Regions from separate parts of the Mus musculus genome. Here region 2 is linked to region 1. Evidence: chromatin contacts called from public promoter capture Hi-C data. All regions are on one chromosome and are shown on one strand. Each heading gives the region's core, a stretch centred on a gene start, on an enhancer-like site or on the middle of the called end of the contact. The rest is flanking DNA. Distances are from core to core; before and after follow the strand shown. Region 1 holds the start of 9430041J12Rik (RIKEN cDNA 9430041J12 gene). Region 2 holds the start of Lilra5 (leukocyte immunoglobulin-like receptor, subfamily A (with TM domain), member 5).

What was found. Capture Hi-C pulls out chosen DNA fragments and counts their contacts.
Region 2: a promoter capture Hi-C map of adipose tissue shows a contact between it and region 1. The contact joins the promoter of Lilra5 here to the promoter of 9430041J12Rik in region 1. A contact is called at or near these places in 10 of 39 promoter capture datasets (the HPC-7 cell line, cranial neural crest, embryonic stem cells and 5 more), 1 of 115 datasets of contacts at active chromatin or transcription factors (embryonic stem cells) and 3 of 9 other capture datasets (adipose tissue, liver and pancreatic islet).

The regions. Positions count from the first base shown.
Region 1 is chr7:4,117,165-4,123,901 of GRCm38.p6, forward strand. 9430041J12Rik (RIKEN cDNA 9430041J12 gene) reads right to left here and starts at 3,564. Exons shown (of 9, transcript NR_033568.1): 1 at 2,747-3,564; 2 at 2,516-2,644. Ttyh1 (tweety family member 1) reads left to right here and starts at 2,366. Exons shown (of 14, transcript NM_021324.6): 1 at 2,366-2,616; 2 at 5,313-5,491. The coding sequence starts at 2,491.
Region 2 is chr7:4,235,006-4,241,366 of GRCm38.p6, forward strand. Lilra5 (leukocyte immunoglobulin-like receptor, subfamily A (with TM domain), member 5) reads left to right here and starts at 2,749. Exons shown (of 6, transcript NM_001081239.2): 1 at 2,749-2,786; 2 at 2,938-2,973; 3 at 3,131-3,415; 4 at 3,554-3,859. The coding sequence starts at 2,753.

The sequences.
Region 1 (6,737 bases), core at 2,314-4,813:
ACGGACAGGTTTTATTTGGCCCACATAGTCATTTTTTTTATTTGAATTCATTTTAACATTTAAAAGCTGAGGGATTTTGCTTTAAAAATATTCAGATTTCAGTCTTCGTTTGGAAATTTGGAACATCTGGTAAGGCTGGGTTCCTCTTCCCATATGGCAACACTGGCTGAGACTAAATGGCATCAACCACGTGTCCAGAACCAGCTTCCCCACACGCAGCTTGGATTAATGCCCATGGGCCCTGAGGTTATTTGGGAATAAAGTCCCCAGCTGGGGACTCCAGAAACCAACAAGGACCATATCTCCATATCCAAAAGAAATAAATAGGGTATAATGTCTGATGCAGGTCAAACTAACAGACCTGTATCAGACATACCACACATCTCTAATGTAATGGGACAGGTGTCTTGAGTTGAATCAATGCAGACTGAAGCAATTCCCCAAGGGGGCTGCCTTCTGGAACCAAACCACACATTCAGGAGGCAGACGGAGACAAATGGAGTGGAGGGAAAGAGAGGCAATCAGTTCAAATTCTCCCCGCCCCCATCTCTCTCCCGCTCCCCCATCTGTGTGTGTGTGTGTGTGTCTGTGTGTCTGTGTGTCTGTGTCCCTATGTCCATGTGTCTGTGTCTGTCTGTGAATCTGTCCCAGATTACTATTTCTCATTAAAGCTTTTGATTCTGAGTTGGGATGCTACTGCTTACCTTCTCTGGCTCTCACTTGTCTTTTAAACTGACACATAAAATATTTATCCTCTCGGTTTTATAGATGGGGAAATAAAGACTTTAGATTCAGAACTCACTTAAAGTCAGTTAGAATGCCTCCTCCAGCTGCTCATCTCAGAGTCTTTGTCTTTTCCAAGCCCCATTCAGACCACTTGGTTGGGATGGTGGGGAACATGAGTCCATCCAACTTCTTACTTCTATTTGTTATTGTCATTACCATTGACATCATCATTGCCATTATCATGCCAGCATCATTACTGTCATCACCAATATTCTGGTCATGATCACCATCATCACCATCATCATCACAATGATCACTACCACTTTCATCATTATCACTACCATCATCATCTCCACCATCATCACATCACTATCCATCACTATCACCATCACTACCATCACTAGCATCACTATCATCACCACCATCTTCATCACCACTGTCTCTTCAGCTACCATCATCAACACCAAGAAAATCTTATCATCTGCATGCTCACCATCATCATTCTCACCACCACCATCATCATCAGGAACTGTATCACCATCACCACCACCATGACCATCACCATTATCACCACCACCATCACAACTCTGCCATCCCCATGACTACCATCGGTATCACCAGGACCATCAGTCATCACAAACACAATCATCATTACTTCTCTTGCTAGCCCTTTCTACCATTCTCAACTAAAATTCATGGATGGCATGGGGGGGTCAACTCTTACTCCTTCCCATCCAATACCCTCCCCTAGGCAGACAGAAACACTACTGGGCGTTCTAGGGGCAAAAATTAGGCCTCCTACACACCAAAAGGGACAGTTGAGCAGCACCCTGGGAATGTTAGGTCACACAGTAAAGGTCTGAGTGATGATTTCATGGTGGCCAGGGTCCCTCCAGGGATACCTGCCTCCCATCATCTATCTGTGTGACTTTAGCAGCTTCCCATGAGACCCAACACAAATATTTTGGCTAGAAGATCACTTGCAAACTTTACGTGAGTGGCAAGTAGTGGGGGTCATTCTAGAGAATGAAGCAGTTTGGAGAAGGTCTCAAACATGTGGGAAGCCACCATACACAAATGGGATGGGCCCCTATATAGATAGATAATTAGGATCCTATTCAAAGTTGGTGGAGTTCTTATACAAACAGTTCTCACGGCATGTGTAGGTCTTTCTGGAAGGGTCTGCTCACACAGGAAGATTTCTGTCTAGAAACTGTGTCCATATACAGGTAATGACAAAATGTGTCGTGGAGAAGGAGACTCTTACCTAAGCAGAAGCTGTCTTTACAAACGGAAAAGTGAGGGATTTTTTATTGGCGCGCCTGGCTAACTGCTGCTCAAATACTAATGACCTTTACACCAAGGTGAAGGTTTTACATAAGGATAAAGAGCTTGTGTGCTTGAAAGAGAAATCCCAGTATCCTGGCTCTTATACAGACAGGGACAAGGCGGGCGAATCCATTTTGTTCTCAGCAAGCACAGCCCCTGCATACCACTGACATGAGCAAAGACCCTTCACCTGCACAGGCAGCAGGTGGGAGCCCAGGAGAGGGCGGAGCAACGGGGACCACTGCTCACGCCGCATTGCCTCCGGTGACCGCCAGAGGCAGCACTGAGGCGCTGCCTCGCCTCCCCCCTCCCCAATCTCCACCCCCGGCCCTCCGGGCTCCTGCTCCCGGGAGCCCCGCAAACCCCGCTCCGCCCGCGCCCCGCACAGCACCGAGGCTCCCGGCCCGGTCCGCCCCGCTGCCCCTCCCCGGGGCCATGGGGGCACCCCCGGGCTACCGACCCTCTGCCTGGGTGCATCTCCTCCACCAGCTGCCCCGCGCCGACTTCCAGCTCCGCCCGGTGCCCAGCGGCTTTGCTCCCCGCGACCAAGAGTACCAGCAGGTGGGATGGCAAACCTGGGCCAGGTCCCCTGGGAACAGGAGGCTGGGTCAGAGTTCCGGCGTCTTAGGGGCTGGGGACCCGGCCTGCATTTGTGAGTACAAGTCCAAGATCAGAGGTATAGCGCTCATACCTTGAGGTTCCCCTAGGACGTGCGCTGGGGGTGCAGACCCCTCTCTTCCCAGATAAGGAGAGCTGGGATCCTAGACTTCCAAGAATCCTGAATGGGAGGAGATGGGGGCCCAGCATTTGGGTTTCTGAGACCTGCCTGGAAAGCCAGTCTTTAGGGTCATCTAAGGAAAGGTCCGCTCTTGAGGTCCCAGGCGAGAAGGACCCCGCCCCCACAGAATCCCGACTAGTAAATATGTCCCAGATTAAATTAAAAAAAAATTTTTTTTTGGCGGGGGGGTGGGGGTAGAGAAAGGACTGAGAGAGGGAAGGCAGGGGAGGCAGCCGAGGTCTGGGAAGGATTGATATCCTCAAATAGGGAACAGAGATCAGGACTGGGGAAACCAGCTGAGGTAAGATGAGGATTCAAGGTGCCTTCAGCCTGTCCCAGGAGGGAAGGGGTTGTTAGGGTGCCAGAGAGGGTTGGGATAGAAATGTGGTTAGGTTCCAGGCTAAGGAAGACAACAGGCCTGGGTCCCAGGAGGGTGAGGCTGGTGGTGGACCCTCACAGACTCTGGGGTCCCTAGGGAAAGAGGCCCAGCTGCGGTTCGTGGGGGGGGGGGGGCGGAGGTGCTGTCCCCTGACCCAGTTTAATTCAAGTCCTTGACTTTGAGATTAATGAGGAGAAAAGCTTGGCTGAGCTGGGGGCCTGGTGGGGGGCTGGGAGTTGGCCTTGCCCTCCCCTCAAGTCTGAACCTCTGTGGCAGCCCTCTGGGAAAGGGGCACAGGGTTGGGAGAGCTTCGAGGGAGGGGGATGTTCCCAGAAAAGCAGCGAGGGGGATCGTGTGCTGGTGTGCTTGCTATTTGGGTCATGGCTGGCACAGCCTGAGCGGCTCCTCCCTGCCTACTCCACCCGCCCCCTCTCCCCTCCAAATGAGCACCGCCATCCCCTCGCCCACAGCCACTTACACAATCGCAGCCTCCAGCCGGTCGGCCCACCCACTCCCAGCCCAACTCTTGGGGCTTATGGCTCTGGAGAGTCCCTCAGCCACGAGGAATCCCCTCCTGGGGTCCCCAGTACCACCACAGCCGCTCAGAGCAGTTCACTCAACCCTCAACCCGATACTCATCAGTCAGTCACAGCTGAGGCACACACAGTTGCATTCCTGGGACATTATTCTTCATAGAAATGGCCATTGTGAGCACAGAAAGACCAACTAAGAGAGCCTCTGAGATAGGACCTGAACAACCATATGACCAGTCACATATACACAACACACTCGTGTGTGCACCATCACACACGGGCACACTCATACATTATGCACAGCTACCCTATCTCACATGAGCATAAGCTCACACACACACACACTCACTCAGTCTACTTAACACAACTCACTGACTGAAGCAGCTGTGTTCAGAAAACATTAATGCCCGCAAGTATTCTGCTGCATACAGACACGCAGCATGGTCTACACAAATACCTCATCCTCTCTCCATATGCCCTCATCTGATGGAAGGCAAACTCACGGCCACATCAACGTTGCACTGCACACACTTGTCGGGCACACAGATGATGTGGAGGGCAGGCAGCTGTGCCACCGTTTAAGGACAGTGGCCCCTGGGACTGCAGGGTTGTGATTCTAGATCTCACACTTCCATTACTCTGCTGTGTAACTCTAGGACAACTGTGTCCAGCCCTGGGCCTATGAGAAGACATGAGACACAGGTCTTCTGAAAGACCCTACCATATGCAGAGTCCACTATAGTATAGTTTATCTGAAGCATGGCCTCACTCTCTAGTCGGGGCTGGCTGGAGTTTGTGTATTGATTGGTCTAGCCTGAAAGTGTGGCCGTTTTCTCACCTCAGCTGCCAGAATGCTGGGGTTACAGGCATGCACTATCACACCTAGATCAGAGCCGCCCTGTTCCACAAGGTGTTTCGAGCTGTAAACATCCCTTCTGCCTACCTTTCCTTTCCTCTACCCTGTGGGTCTCGCTACACATTCCGCCCTGTCTGCTTTTTCTATAGTTCTGTATATGCCCCTCTTTGTCTCTTCATCTCTGTCTGTCTCTCTCCTCGATCTCTGATTTAATCCTTCTGATGTTTTGTGTGTCTTATCTCCATATCTCTCTCTTGTTTCCTTGGCTGCCTCTTTCTGTCTGCATCGTCATCTCTTTTGCTCATCAGTCTCCCTTCCCTATCTCCATCCCTGGGCCTTGACTCTCTCTCTCTCTCTCTCTCTCTCTCTCTCTCTCTCACACACACACACACACACACACACACACACACACACACACACACACGCTGTCACAGCATCCCTGTTTCCATCCCCAGCCCTGGGGTGACAAACTCAGTTGCAGTGGGTGTGTGAGCTCAGTAGCAGGAGGGAGAGAGGGGTAAAGGAGGCTGCCTCTCCTGTTCTCCCGAAATACAGACACGGGGGCCTTCCTGCCCCTTATTCCCATACAGTTCAGAGAGCAGCAGCAAGTCCTTGGGGCATGTTTCATTTCAATTGCCATGCAGCTGAGAAGGAACTTCTTGTCTGGGACATGGAAGTGCCCTCTGAGGCTTCTCAACACCTCTTCCTCAGGCCCTGCTGCTGGTGGCAGCCTTGGCTGGGCTTGGTTTAGGCCTGAGCCTCATCTTCATCGCTGTCTACCTCATCCGCTTCTGCTGCTGCAGGCCTCCAGAACCCCATGGGGCCAAGAGTCCCCCACCCGGAGGAGGTTGCGTCACCTGGAGCTGCATTGCTGCCCTTCTCGTGGGCTGGTAATGGGGCCCCAGGGTGGGTGGGGGCGGGGACAGAGATTCCTATACTCGCTGTCTTTTTCTAGAGACCTTGGGGGTATGAGCCCAGAGTTAGGAGGGAGAACCGCTAGGCACTAAGAGTGCCTGCCTGCCCTGTGAGTGGGGGATAGAGAGGTTTGAGGGGTGTGAAGCAGCCTGCCTGGGAGGAGAAAAGAAAGCCTACTAGGCTTGGAGATCTCAGTGGTTCTCTCATTGGCCCGCGGTTCTATCTAGAGGCGTGAGATACTCTCTAGACTTCAGTTTCTCCATCTATAGCGCGTGGTTTGCGGCACTACGCATACCCTAGTTACAGTGAGAATAGACTAGAGAGTGCACAGTGCCTGGATGTCCCCTATGAGTGTTAACACTGATCAAACTCATTCATTCGCTCACTCATCAACTCATCAGTTCAACAACTGAACATAACTACTCTGTGCCAGGCACTGAACACGCCACAGAAAGCACTCTGTGATTTCAGCCAGAGTGCCAATCAGGGAAACAGACCGTAGAGGGTCACCACCAGTAGCACCCACTCAGCCCACACTAAAGCTGGGTCTGGGTCCTTCTCGTGATGAGAGCTGGGCTCAAGATTGCCACACCTGGTCCTGAATGAGGATCGTCAGGAAGGGAGAAACATGACTTTGCAAGCCTATATGGTTTAAGAGGCAAGCGGAGAGTCAGACTCATGGTATAAGAACCATCCAGGGCTCCCAATGTGCTTGCTCCCTAGGAGTTACCCCGAACTTGACACTGAGATTTCTGGCTCTGAGTCCAGCCCCTACCGGGTCATAGTTAGTTAAGGGGCTGAGACCTAGTGGGGACCTCATACATGGCCAGCAGGACTACTTTAGAAATCTGGTGTCCCCTCCAGCCAGCTGGGGGTTATGTCCTGGAGCACTCTCACCCCAGTCTGGGCTGTGGGCCACTCTTCCTCATTGTAGGAAGAAGAGGGTGTGTGTTTGGGAGTATATGGGGGTTGGGCGCCCTATAGCCAAGATTTTTTTTCTCATCAGGCTCTCCAGAATGGGGGTGGATGGGGGTGGGATGTTGAAAAAGGCCCAGTGGGGGTGAGGCACAGCCCCAGCCCCCTCAGAGCCTAGGAACAAGAGGAGCTTTGTAGGGTCCTGAACAATGGGGCAAGGGCAGTAGGCTCCCATCCAAGGGATGAGGTGGGGCCTGTGTAGCCCAAGGCTGGGAACTGTGAGGGCATCAGGCTCTCGCCCCCTCC
Region 2 (6,361 bases), core at 1,499-3,998, 120 kb after region 1:
CTTACTGGAGTCCAATTAGTCCATGTGTATAGGGTCATCCGCTAGGGCATGAACAACCTTGCAGTGGCCATTCTTCTAAAGAAAAGTGATTTATCCCATCTCTTGTTCAGCAGCCATCAACTGCCAACAGTACACACACACACACACAAACACACACACACACACACACACACACACACACACAGGGATTTTGTATAGGTAACCTCAGCTGCTATATGTTTATGTATACAACAGCTATTCATGTTCATAAGACAGTATTTCACAGCCCCCGTCCCCATCCTCTGGCTTTTATATTCTTTCTACTCCTCTTTCATGATGTTCACTAAGCCTTGGTAGAAAAAGTGATACAGAGTTAAGGAGTTATAATTACTTGTTGTCTTTTGATCAGTTATGAATGAGCGTACTGCAAAAAGAAGCTTCTTCAAGAAAGGTGGATCAAAGCACAAGTTTATGAAGTGAATTACTGGCATAGTTTTGTTGAGTTGAAAGGTGATGTTCTCAGATCCATCTACCACTAATAGGATCCATGTGATGCTGTGGAGGTGGGGAGAGTGGAAAACAGTCCCTCATCTTCAGTGTTTGTGGAGTTCTGCATAGAGGAGTTTCTTTCCTGATACTCCCTCAGACTCTCACACTCCAACACAGCCTCTTCTATCACTTAAATAGAACTACTTTAAATGAAGGGTTCCAACCCACAACTTCTCACTAAAATGATACCTACCTACTTCTAGCTCTCTGTTCTATTCATTCCTGTTAGCAGTCTTGCCTTTCCTGACCCAGATTGTCTACAGAAGGTTTCTTCTAGTCTGACCTAGAAAACAGGAAGCTCAGGGAGCTTGTTCATCAGCTCTGCAATGTGGTATCTATTTCTCTACACTTGGCATATGCTCAGAATTGTGACTGTCAGGGAGGGCTTCAGTGGGACCCTCACATTCAGACTTATGTGATGGATGACCATGGGTGACTGTCTTAGTTTGGGTTTCAATTGCTGAGAAGAGACAGCATGACCAAGACAGGTCTTATAAGAGAAAATATTTAATTGTGGCTTGCCTAGAGTTTCAGAGGTTCAGTTCATTATCATCATGGTGGGAAGCATGACAGTATGCATGCGGACTTGGTTCTGGAGGAGATGAGAGTTCTATATCTTGATCTAAAGGCAGCCAGGAGGAGACTGTCTTCAGCAGGCAGGCAGGCAGCCAGGCAGGCAGAGCCTCTCTTTTGTCTTGGGCAGAGATTGAGCATAGAACTCCAAAGCCCATCCTCACAGTGATAAACTTCCTCCAACAAGGCCACACCCACTCTAACAAGGTCACACCTTCTAATAGTGCCACCTTCCATGGGGCCAAGCATATTCAAACTACCACAGTGACAAATACTGGAGTAGATCTGTCTTATGTATTCATAGAGCTCAGTGCTGACTGTGGGGTTTGGATAATGAATTTAGACATCCCAGCACTTGTCTGCAACGAGGAGATTGGAACCACAGATGGCTGTCTTTGCTAGAATTCCTGATCCTACCACTTGGAGAGCAAATTCCCATACAGAACTCCGAAGATGGCACATCCACTGTACTTCCTGCCCCTGTGATCTAGGAAATGGGTTCTTCTCCATTCAGGAATCTTTTATTCTCGTTTTCTTCCCCTGACCATGACTATCTGAAGTTTTCACACATATTATGATGGACCACGTGTAGATACATGGAACAGAGAAAGACAGACAGACACACACACACACACACACACACATTAGTGAGCACCTAAACGATGCAACAACAGCATGAACTTCTCATGCCCCAAACACTTGCTTTTGATGGATGAACTCATGAATGTCCCAGACACCATGGCACAATTCAATGCTCAATCTGAGTAGTGAACAACAGGCTGACAACAGGCTCCAAAGGTGGAACCTTAGCGATGAGATGCTAGTCTTCAAACTGGCACCACCAATGACTAACTTGCAGGTCTTAGGGAGAAAGCAAACCTTCTTCCAGCAAGGAGAACACGGCCCCAGAAAAAAACATAAACAGTGAGAAGGGAAGGAACAGCTCTGAGTATTGTTCTCAGAGAGATGGAGGCAGATGATGTTAGTAAGAAAAGAAAGTGAGGTCTATGCTGGGGGCTGTTCTTCAGGGGACAGTGACACCCACTCCCAGAACCACAAGAACAGCTATGTTTCCTTCCCCATCTCTGTGTGTTCCCCTCCATGCCCATCCCCAGAATGAAGCTCCCTGTGAGGGGCACAGTTAAATGCTCAGTGTGCCTGCTACTCTGCCCCCATCATGAACATCAATCTGCATCATCCCAGAAGAATGTTTATGGCTACAAGATAACTGATCTATGTAAGGACTCCCCAGAGCTTTGGAAGGATGAGCTGGAAGAGTGGATTCTCTATGGGGAGTTTTTAAGAGAGAAAGATCAATCTTTAGCCACCCTCAGCTGGAAGGGGCCAGCAAAGGAAGGTAACAAAGGTATTTTGTTTCTGCTGCACTCTTAATAATTGAGGTTAAGCGAGATGACCGTATCTGTAAGAATTTCTGGAGCTTATTCAAATCACAGTCCTGGGGAAATGAGAGGCAGTTGCCTAAGGAGGGCTGTTTCCCTTCCTGTGTGTACTCTGAAGGTTCCTCTGTGTAATCATGTGATTCTAGGAATCCCGCCTCTCTAAACGTCCCATACTTTGTGATATTTGTCGATCTGGCCAGACACTGTGGTCTCTCCCAAAAGTACAATTGCAGCCACTGAGAGAAAGTGCCATGACCTTCGTCTTCACAGCTGTGCTCTGTCTGGGTAAGATTTGAAGAGGAGAAGGGTAATAATGGCCATACAGCCGGGTTCTAGCCAATCAGGAAGCTTCAGGGTGTTTAAGAGATTCCAGTGAAGCGAAAGAGCGCTTAGGTAGGTGTTAGGGGCAAACTTTTCATGGGGGATTCTCTTCTAGGGCTGAATCTGGGCCAAGAGACCTCCATGTCGGAAGGTGAGTACTGCTCCAGATCGCTCCTCACTCGGGAACTGAAGCTTCCCCCGCTCAGTGGGGCTCGAGAACATCAGATGATACCAGGGAAGGGGTACTAGAGCTGAAGGCTGAGATCGAGGGGCGATATTGTATGACTGTTTCCCTCATTTCTTTGCAGGGAATCCGCACAAGCCAACCCTTAGTGTTCAGCCAGGATTGGTGGTTGCCAAAGGGAAGCAGGTGACCATCTCATGTGAGGTGACCACAGGGGCCCGGGAATACCGTCTTTATAAAGAGGGGGGTCCACATCCTTGGCGCACACGGAACACTCCGAAGACCACAAACAAAGCTCAGTTCTTGATCCCATCAATTGAACAACGATCTGGGGGGATATATCGCTGTTACTATAAGACCCCCACTGGGTGGTCAGAGCACAGTGACCCTCTAGAGCTTGCAGTGACAGGTGAGAGAACACTCAGTCCCAAGCTAAGCACCTCAGGAAAGGGGTCTACTTTCAAGAGTGTCCTGTCTCACAGCTCAACACTGGAAGGCAATGCAGCCTGGATAGTCCCACTTAACACGCTACAACTTTCTCTTCTAGGACTCTATAGTAAACCCAGCCTGTCCACCCAGCCCAGCAATGTTGTGAATTCAGGGGAGACTGTAACCCTTCAGTGTGTCTCAACACTGGGATTTAACAGGTTTGTTCTGACCAAGGAAGGAGAACAGAAGTGGTCCTTGATCCAGGAATCAGAGTTTATAAACTCTACGGGGCAATTCCAGGGCCTATTTACTGTGGGCCCCGTGACCCCCAGTCAAAGGTGGATATTCAGATGTTACGGCTATCATGTCAACAGCCCCCAGGTGTGGTCGGAACCCAGCGATCTCTTGGAAATACATGTGTCAGGTGAGAAAGCTCCAACATTAACTCAGTTAGTGGTTGACAGCATAAGTTCATTGCCAAGAATTTTGCTTTTCCTAAGGGAGTCCCAGGAAGTAAGAGGATAAGAGAAACTGAACTGGAGCCCCAGATTAGGAGGAGTACTGGCACTTGCAGGTAGAATATGGAGGGTGGGGTGGTGCTTGACAGGTGGCAGCTCTTTGATCCCTCAGGCCATTTTCTCCCTAGGGCTGCCTCAAAAGCACTCACGGCTTACTTGTCCAAACTCTCAATCTTTCCATTGGAGAGAACCTAACTGTTGTTTATACATAGATTATTATGAAAGACTTCTCTGTCCAAGGGTTAGGGAAGTGACCTCATCCACAGCCCTGGCCTGTTATTTACCAAGCAGGGCTCTAAAGGCCAACTTCCCTTTGGACCCCTACCGGGGCTGGTCCAGATGCTATAGTGTACACAACGTCTCTTTCAAGTGGTCAGTACCTAATGACTGTGAAAACCCTGATTATAACTGAGGAGTCCAGTGGGTCCACTCAGAGACTCAAAACTGCACAGGACCAACCAAGGGAGAAGAGTTGGTGGCCAGGATGAAGGATGAGGAGCTCAGGAGCAACAGACTAGGAAGTGGGGCAGGAGCAGAGTCAGCGAAAGCAGGAAGAGAGCCACGTCCTCAGAGTCAGGTTCAGAAATAGTCAACACTTCCCCCATCTCTCTTCCTCTGGGACAGTTCCCTGTCACACTCTCACACTTCTCAATGAAGCGAGGCCCCATGGTATCCTATGGAGAGTAAGTGGCCCTGCAGTGTCAATCACTGAAAATGATAGGCACTTTTTTTCTGATCAAGGGGAGAGCAGCTCCTTCCTGTCTGTGTCTGAGATCAATGTCTCCTAGATCAGCAGTATCAGGCAGAATTCTCTAGGAGTGCTGCTGTGACCTCCCTTCTTGGGGACACTTAAAGGTGTAGCTGTTGAAACTTATAACCCTATTTGTTGTCATATCCCAGACCCCTGTGGAAGTCAAGGTCTTAGATAAGGGGACCCGTACCTGTAATGTCTGTGCTCATTCATTGCCCTGCCCGCAGGAGAACTAGTGCCTCTAATTATAAGGTTTGGTGAAATCAAGTAAAATTTCATTATAAAGTGACTCTGATACAAGTTTTGAGCACAAAGATCAGAGTGGGTCTGAAGCATCCATCAAGGAGACCAGTAGGAAACTCCTACAAAAAGAAGAGTTCATCCCGATCTGCATGAAGCTATGTGATGAGAGTGATGTATATTTATAGAAAGGAACATACAAAATAGGGCCAGAGTTGTAGCTCAGTTGGTAGAATCATTGTCTAGCAAGCAGGAGGCCCTGTCACTAAATACACTGGGAACTGTGACTGTGACTTGTAACTGCAGCACTGGGAAGGTGGAGGCACAAGGAGGAGGATCAGAAATGCAAAGTAATCCTAGGTGACATAGTGAGTTGAAGGCTAGTCTGGGCTATGTAAGACACTATCCCAAAAGAAAGAAGGAGGAAAGAAGACAGACAGGAAGAGAGGAAGGAAATCAGAAGATGAATGATAGACAAAAAGACAGAAAGAGAGGAATGAGGAAGAAACAGATAGAGGGAGTGAGAGAGAAACAGAGTAAGAAATTAAATTAAGAAATTTGAACTTGCCAGGCATGGTAGTACACACCTTTAATCCCAGGACTCAAGAGAGAGAGGCAGAGAGAACTCTGAGTTCAAGGACAGCCTCATTTACCTCGCAAGTTTCAGGACAGCCAAGGCTATAAATTTTTTTTTTTTTTGTCTCAAACAAACAAACCCAAAAAACTAAGAAGCTTGGACTGTTTTATAAAACATTTTCCTGTGAAAATTTACAGTAAAGTCAGCATAAATACAAATTTCCCATTCTTTTCTTTTTAATTTTTTACATTTATTTTAATTTTAAAAATAATTTCACAATAATAACTGCATTTGCATTATTTATACACCTTCCTCTTCCAGCTCCTCCTATGTATCCTTTATGCTCTCTCAAGTTCATGACCTTTTCATTAATTTTGTTATATGTATGCATATATAAATATAGCCTGCTGTATACATGCACAGTGTGACATTTAGTGCCGCTCATAAGTGTGCATGTTTAGGACTCACCACTTGGGATTGGATAACTCACCAGTAGCTCATCCCTGGAAAAGACGGAATTTTCCTCTTACAGAAGTCATCAGTTTTCTGTAGCTTCCTCAACTAAGGGTGGGATCTTATGATACTTCACTCATCCACTGGCATGTCCACTGGTGTTATCATGCAAATACATATGCATATTTACATATACAACAAATTCATGGTAAGTCTCCTTGAAATAGATAGAAGACACTATCTTATAGCAGATGTCCTGGTCTTCTGGTTCTTATAATACCCGTGAACTCTCTTATGAGATATTTCCTGAGCTCTAGCTGCAGGGGTTGTATTGTAACTGTATCCACTAGGCATAGGTAACTCATGCTTAGTTGTTCTCTGTGTTTT